Regions from separate parts of the Dromaius novaehollandiae genome. Here region 1 is linked to region 2. A link is a contact called in public Hi-C data. All regions are on one chromosome and are shown on one strand. The core of a region is the stretch at or near the end of the contact, and the rest is flanking DNA. Distances in the headings are between cores, read along the strand shown. Region 1 holds the start of SEC23IP (SEC23 interacting protein). Region 2 holds the start of TIAL1 (TIA1 cytotoxic granule associated RNA binding protein like 1).

The links. A called contact is a pair of places that touch in the nucleus more often than the background predicts.
Region 1: a Hi-C map of liver shows a contact between it and region 2, with 4 times the contacts expected there. The contact joins the promoter of SEC23IP here to the promoter of TIAL1 in region 2. A contact is called at or near these places in 2 of 4 Hi-C or Micro-C datasets (brain and liver).

Annotation. Positions count from the first base shown.
Region 1 is chr6:43,179,655-43,183,654 of bDroNov1.hap1, forward strand. SEC23IP (SEC23 interacting protein) reads left to right here and starts at 2,510. Exons shown (of 20, transcript XM_026105551.2): 1 at 2,510-2,572; 2 at 2,574-2,739. The coding sequence starts at 2,525. It overlaps MCMBP (minichromosome maintenance complex binding protein), which reads right to left and starts at 2,475. Exons shown (of 15, transcript XM_064514310.1): 1 at 2,174-2,475; 2 at 1,584-1,669. The coding sequence starts at 2,231.
Region 2 is chr6:43,043,947-43,047,830 of bDroNov1.hap1, forward strand. It overlaps TIAL1 (TIA1 cytotoxic granule associated RNA binding protein like 1), which reads right to left and starts at 2,114. Exons shown (of 14, transcript XR_010389784.1): 1 at 1,619-2,114. LOC135328752 (a long non-coding RNA gene) reads left to right here and starts at 2,374. Exons shown (of 2, transcript XR_010389785.1): 1 at 2,374-2,763.

The sequences.
Region 1 (4,000 bases), core at 1,260-3,759, 140 kb after region 2:
CTAACAACACTGGAAGTTTCTGCAGTAGCTGTTATAGGTAATAGTTATGATTATCATACACTGACAGTGCCCAAATTTTTCCATTTGCAAAGCCACCAGTCTCATTCATTTCTCAGTCCCAGTACTAGACTAAACAAATGGATATCAGTTCATTGAAACTATATGTAAACTCTTTAACAACGTTTGAGGCTAAAACTCTTAATTTGGGGATTACTGTAACTGCGATATTAGATAAAATTTATTACTTATTTTATACCTGTTAACAGCACTTTGACCACTTATTATGCACCAGCAATACTGTAGCAATTGCATGCACAATTTCTCGTAACAAAATATTTGTATTTCCAAAAGGACAGGAAAAAACCCCTGTATCTTAATCTGCAAGTCCTTCACACTGGGGGGAGTCTTTTTCACATGTTTGTAGGATAATAGAAAACCAGAGGGAAAACAGATGTCCAGGAACGTGGTATAAATCAAAATAACGAGACCTGCTATATGAATAGGGTTTCTTTTTGATTTTGAAAATACACTCTTGGTTGAGAAAACACACCCAACATTAAAATGCGATGAAACCAAAAGTGGCCCTGCAAAAATGGCTTAACCCTCTACCCCCCCAAACCACCACCAACCCACATACTCCCTCACATATTGAGTATGAAAATGTTTCTATTTTAATTTCTTAGTAGTGCTGCAAATTTAACATAATTCTGCTGGAGGAACAGAATTGTTCTGCTACACTATGATTTAAATTGTCATTGAAATGCAAACAAAGAATCCTCTCTCACTGGCAGAAATATTTAAAAAAGAAAAAAAAAAGATTTATTTTCACTTGTTTTTTAACCATAAATAGAAGAGATTTGATATGAAAGTTCCTAGTCCAATTAGTACAGTGTTCCACGATGCCATTTTTCCCCATAGTCTTTTAGAATAGTAACACCTTTTGAGCTAAAGTGTGCATGCTTAACTTTAAAAATAAAGGATAGCTTCCTTCCTAAACTTTCAAGAACTGGCCTGATCCAGCCTAATATGGAATATTTTTAGCAGATGGTATTTTTTCCTCAAACACAAAAATCGAAGCTGTTATTTCTCCAATCCCTGTGAAGTTTACAACACTGCAGTGAAAGATCACAGGAGAAGGGGTTCATAAACAGCAGTTAAGAAACCCGTGGTTGGTATACAAACATTTACCGCAGTCTAACAGTAGAGCGGGCAGGCATTAACACTTTCAAAAATAACAGTATTTGTCAGCTCCTGCCATCTACCGGATGGTACCGCAAACAGGCAGCATTCGGCAGGCATGGCTCAAGGCAAAAAACACATGAAAGTCAAGGGGCCTGGCTTCGACAGGGCTTCAGCCAGGGTTGCACATCTTTGTTTTACATACCCATCACAGCAACTGAAATGTAAATAATGTATTACAAAGGCTGAGCCTAAAATTCAGAAGCGTACTTACGAGGAAACTAAGACTTGAATGCCTATTTCTAAAGGAAGAACTTCTCAAAAGCACGTCATTGCAGTAATTAAGAGGAAAGAAGAACGAAGCTTAAGAATGGCATAACTCTCAAAGAATAAAACGAGCTTACCCAGTTAGTAGCATTATTTTCTTTTAGCTTCTCTCTGAAATATTCAGTTACCTTCTTTTCCCAATCAGAGTTTGGGTCATTTTGTGCTACAAAACAGGACACGTTTACAGGAGTATTAGCATCACGCATCGGGCATCCATTCGGCGCTCTCCTAACACCGAAAGCAACTTAAGACTTCCTCCTGTTCTCCCTGGACACACGCCTGAGTTTCGCCCGCCCAGGTCCGAAGTCGCGGCGCAACGGCGGCGGTGCGCGGCCCCCGCGCCACCGCACAGCGCCCCGCAGGCCGCCGGCGCCGGCCCCCGCCCGCCCCACGCGGCGGAGGAAGCTGCCAGCTGCCCTCGTCGCTGCCGCTCACCCAAAGCGCCTCAGGCGCCCTCCCGCAGCCCCGCGCCGCCGGCCGAGGGAGGCCCGGCCCCGCGGCGAGGGCAGCCCGGCCCGCGCCGCCCAAAAGCCCCCGGCCGCCCGCCACCCTCTCAGGGGCGCCTCCTGAGAGGACACCGGCCCCGGCCACTTCGCCGCCAGCCGGGGCGGCTCCCCGCCGCCGCCCGGTCCCTCGCCCCCTCGCCCCCCGCGGCGGCAGCGCTCACCGAAGATGCCCTGCACGATGCTGAAGGGGTTGTTGAGCCAGTCGGCCACGCACGGCATGGCGAGGGCGAGCCTCGCCCAGGGAGGGGCAGGGGGCCGCCGCCGACTGCCCCGCGCCCTATCGCCGCCGCCGCGCCCTGCCGCCCGCAAGCCCTGCACGGGGGCGCCCGACTTCCGCCCTCTCCTTCTTCTTCCTCCTCCTCCTCCTCTTCCTCTTCCTCCTCTCACGGCGGCCGCGGCAATGGCGGCGGCACCAGGGCAGGGCCGGGCCCGCCCGCCTTCTCCTCCTCCTCCTCTCCGCACCCGTGCGTGGGGCGGGGGGGGGAAGGGCGCGCGCCGCCGCTGCCGCCGCCATGTTGGAAGCGGGCAGCGGTGAGGGCGGAAGGGGCCGCACCGCTGCGGTGGAAGAGACGTGGAAGCGGCACAGCCATGGCGGCGGCGAAGCCCGGGGCTGGCGGCACCAACCTGCTCTTCTCCTCCTCCGCCACCGAGTTCAACTTCACCGTGCCCTTCATCCCGGTCAGCCAGGCCCCGGCCGTGCCGCCGGGCGCCACTCTCCTCGCAGCGGGTACGCGGGCCCTGGGGCTGGGGCTGGGGCCGGGCAGGGCAGGGGGATGCTAAGGGGGCGGCTGGGAGGGGCGCCGGCCGCGGGGCCGGAGGGGTGGCGGGGGCTGCCGCGCGGGGGCCCGTTGTGGGCCCACTGTGGGCCCGGCGGGCGACGTCGGGCTGCGGGGTCGAGCCGGGAGGGCCGCCCGGCCCCGCCCGGGCGCTGGTAACGGCGCTGCGGGCCGGAGCGAGTCAGGGGGCCGCGGGCGCGGAGCGGCCTTCCGGGAAGCTCCGAGTGGCGGGGCAGCCGCTGCGATCTGCGGCCGGGCTCGGGGCGGCGGGGAGAGAGGAGAGGTGCGGTTCCTCTTCTGGTGTGGGTTTTCTTTTTTTTCCCTGTTTTGCTTCGTCTGTTTCGCCCAGTTGTCTTTGGATCTGCGTGTCCTGCGGTCTCCTGAGCAACAGGAAGGTGGGCTTCCTTCAGGTGTCAAATCTGACGCTGGCCCAACCCTTCCCTAGTGCGATCTGAGTTTTCGTTCTACTATGGTCATCTTGCTGTAAGGTTTTCTGAGCTAGTTTTCACTGCCAGCTGTTGGAGTTAACGCTTTAGGGAAGACAAGCTACTTCAGATATGCTGTTTTCATGCATGGACTTAAAAGTTTGGTTTTAGTTCTGTGCCTGAGGGGAGGGGGAGAGTCTTTATCATGTTTTCAATTAATGGGTTAGCACACTTGTTTGAGCAATTAATTTTGCTTCAGTACTTCCATGCAGAGGACTGTTTAATATTTTCCCTTTTAAAAGTGATATTTACTTCAGTTTTGTAGGATAAATAGTCTTCAGAGGACTCTCTGTCGTCTTTTTTCCTTGTCTGAAAATTAGCAGGTACCTCAAATTTCCTTGTTAGCTTAGGCATGGTGATTAATACTGTTTCCTTACAAAGCCTCAGTCATACATCAGACATACGTATGTACAACTTAAAATCTTATGCTCAGATAATTTCAGATACAGGGTCAGAGTTTTTGGAAATGTGTTCAGTCTGAGATTAAAAGCCCTAACCAGTAAAAATACATCTAGAAATCAGATATTTTTAAATTACACTGGATTGGCACACATTGAGTCCAAAATTCAAGACTCGATTTCAACAGTACTGTGTTTTACTTAGGGTAAGTATTAAGGTAGCTGGAAATAAATGAAGTATATTCCTATAGTTTTAGATATATATTTGTTAAGTATGGCTTAGAAACACTTTTTTATTTTCACTACTTAAAAGGATATCTACTGAACTG
Region 2 (3,884 bases), core at 864-3,363:
GCAAAGACTAAGTAGGTACTTATACTACACTATAAACAAATTAATAGAACTTTTGCAGACATAGGAAAGAGAAAAAACACAAATTGCCTTGAAAAGCCTTAAATGCCAAGTCATCATTTTGGTAGTGGCAATGACAAAGTAGTTCAGAGATATTTTGCTCTGTTTCCATTGTTTCTCAAAAGTGGCCTTCAACCCAAATTATTCTCGAAAACCTTTCAGAAAGCTACTGTCCCAAAAACTAAATGGACAAAGATTTCATTTGGACAGCCTTGAGCTGCGTTTCTCATATGGGCAGCCTGAACACTGTACTGTTGAGACTGCCTGACTTATATGGACAGCCTTAACATTGTACTGTTCATGCAGCATGTAACATCCTTGGCAGCTGGAAACTGAAAATCTATGAACTAATTAAAATAATCAAGAACAGTGTTATACACTCTCAAATGCCTAAGCATACATACTAGCTTCCTCCCAATATAAATCAATACCATTAAAAAAAAAAAAAACATACCTGCAGAATTGAAAAGAACTCAGCAGCAACAAAAAAACCCTCAAATTTATATTTTTTAAACAAAAAATAGATAGCAGTCCCCTATTTTGGATATTAAACCCTGTATACTGACAAGGCCAAGGTACAGTTATTTGTTCTGCCAGGGCATGACAGAATGTTGTTTAAACACACTGTAAAATACTGGAGGGGGGGGGGGGGAAATCAATGATTCCTATTCTGCCCATTACAGAGGAAGAGTCTCCTTTTACAATGTTCTTTATCCCACCCACCACAAACAGAGAAGACGAAGAACTTCGTTAATGTCAGGACAACTATAAACGGGAATCCGAGGAAGGGTGATCCGTTTGTCCTGGCGTCACAGCGGGCACTCTTCTGCCACACACACAACCCCGAGGAGAAGCTCATGCCCGCAGGCAAAGCACCAGGGCTCCCAACACTCTTCTCTCACCTCAGAGCTCTAATAAGGAGCCCCCCTCGCCTAAACCTTCCAGGTACTGACTACAAACCCTGAGTCGCTCCACCGCCACCACCACGGCATCTCCGGCATTCCCTTTCTTCCCACCGAATCCGCCCGATTCGAGCCTGAACCCTCCCTCTCTCTCCTGCTCCCACTTACGCTCTCCTATGCCTTCCTCACGTTTCCTGGTCTCCTCTTCACCCCAGGTAACATCACCCTGCGCTCCACAGTCGACACCCACTCCTCCCCATCCCCTCTCCACTTCCAGCTCTGGACCCCGCTCCCCACCCCTCTCACGCACTCTCTCCGCAAGTATCCTGCACACCTCTCCCTCCCGCCGGCAGCCTCCCCGCGCCGCCGGGTCCCGCGCGCCCGCCGCGCCTCCCCGAGCCCACTCTCCGGAGACGCCGCTCGCTTCCCCCTCACATCGCCATGCACCCCCGCTCCGCACGCCCGGCCGGCACCCTCCCCGCCCCCATCGCGGCCCGGCCACGCGCGCCTCCGGGAATGCATCCCCCTCGCCTCGCTCCCGCCGGCCCAGCCCGGCCCTCCTCCACGGCCCCCGCAGCCCCTCGCCACCCAGGCCCCGCTCCAGGCGAACGCCCACCCCCGGCGCCCCCCAGCTCCCCTACGGCCCCCTCCCCACTCACAGGGTCCTGGGCTGCCCGTCGTCTTCCATAATGGTGCGTGAGCGCCGCTCTCAGCTACAGCCGGAGGCAGCGCTGGAGGGGGGCTCCGCCGCGCAGGGAGGAGAAGGGAAGGTGAGGGTGAGGGCCCCGGCTCCCCTCGCTCCGTCTCGCCCCCTCTCCAGGTCCCGACACCGCAGGCCGAACAGGAGAAGGAAGAAGCACCACAAAATGGCCGCCGCCACCAGACACTCAGGAAGCCGCGCTCTGCGCAACCGCGGCCCGCCAGCCCGCTCCCTCTCCGACCGGATTCTCCTTCCCGTTCCCCTCTACCGCGCCGCGGAGCGCGCTGGGGATTGTAGTCGCTGGAGGCGGCAGAGCGGCAGGTTGAGGAGCTGGCCCCACCGGCCTTCTGGGAGTCGTAGTCTTCGGCGGCGGCGCCCCGCACCGCTGTGCCCCAGCAGTCGGGGAGCGAGAGCTGGGAAGAAACTACCGCTCCCAGCATGCATGGCGGCGCACCAGCAGGCATTTTAGGCTGAGCGCGGCCTGCGCGCGGCGCTCCGCGACAAGCCGGGGTTGTGGCTTCCTTCCCGCTGGAGGGGGCGAGCCCGGCCGCCGCTGATTCGCCAGGAGCAGCCCGGGAAGATTCACTTGTTCGCGCCGCCGGCTGGTGTCAGCGCCGGCGGGGCGCCGCGGCGCGGCGCCAGCCCCGGCCGCGGGGGGGGGCGGGGCGGGGCGCGCTGCCGAGCGCCCGGCAGGGGGCGCCCGGCCCGGCCCGGCCCGGCCCGCGCAGCCCCTGCAGCCTCCGCAGCCTCCCCGAGCGCTGGCGGGCAGCCTTTGGGGGTGCTGGCGGCGCGCGGCGCCTTCGAGCCGCAGGGGCGGAGAGGGCTCTCTCGAGGAGCCGCGGGACAGGCGACTAGGGCCGAAGCTGCTGCCCAAATCTGTGCCGGCCCCTTGGCTTGCAGGTCTGCTTTATTCATCCCTTCGACTCGCCGCATGTTGTAATCACAGGCTGGTGAAGGCTAACTCCCACCGATGCGCTCCTTTCCCTTGCTCCTTTTGCTGCTGTTCTGCCCCCGGGCCCAGTGCAGCCGCTGAACCGTGCCAGCCCTGCCGTCTCACCGCGGCCATGGCACTCCCGCTTGCAGAGCGGCATAATTTTACAACGGGTAAGTTTTTCAAAAGTGCACGCTGATCAGCACAGACCATGAACGTCTCCCGGGGAAACATAAGCGATGTTAGCATGCAAGCTGCAAAGCTGTAAAGCTCCATACGCTCATCTCTGAAGAAGCAGAAACTATATGGCATTATCCTTTGTATCCCTTGATGAATATTGTTACTGCCAGTTGTTCGGTGAACCTAAAACTAAGCGGGCCTGAGCTTGTGAAAGAAAGACATTGCTATGATTTATACTTATTGAGTATTTGATAATCATTATAATCCTTTTGGTAAGTGTTAAGCTTGAAATTACCAACTTTTTTGTTTTACGCTGAGAGTAGCAGTAGTTCGGGAAAAAGCATGTTGAATGACAGAAGGCTGAATGTTCTGTCTGTGTTGAAAAGCTTCACAAAGCGAAGGGGAAGTTCTGGACAACAGCAACATGGTAGTATGTGCGTAAGTGATTAATCAAGTAGTATGCTATAATTCAAAGCCCTTATCCTGTAAATAGTTATTGTACTACCTTGTTCTGCCTTTCTAATAGGAGTCTAATTTATAGTAGAAGATGTTATTGCACGTAGTATTTACAAACTTTAAAGATTTACAATCTTTATTTTATATAATACCCTCATACAAACAGTGCATTCTAGGAATGTTGTACATAGTTAAATTATTCAGACATAATGATAAATAAGAGCAAAAAGATTATTACATCAGGAATTCTATATTAGTGAACAGAAATTGATAACTTCTGCAGTCTGAACAAGATTTTAATTTAATTAGTAAATCTTCAAGTTTAAGCAATTTACATACTATGCAGCTAAACTCTAGATTTTCCAGTGGTAAATTATTTGTCCACAGGAGTTTCAAAACCTTCAAAAATTAAGGATACGAAACTATTGCATTCTGGTTTCAAAATTAGAGGCTATAATATTTGCGAGATCATTTTGTTAGCAGAGTTTCATGACAATTACAAAGCATTTAGAGCACATTTATATCATAATTCTCCTGTGCTTGATGGTGTATGTTTAAATATGACTACTAGATTAGATATAATTTCCCAATATTCTTCATTAACTCAGAATACTGAAATGTTTTTGGTGTCAAAACTGACAATACTTGAAAAATAATT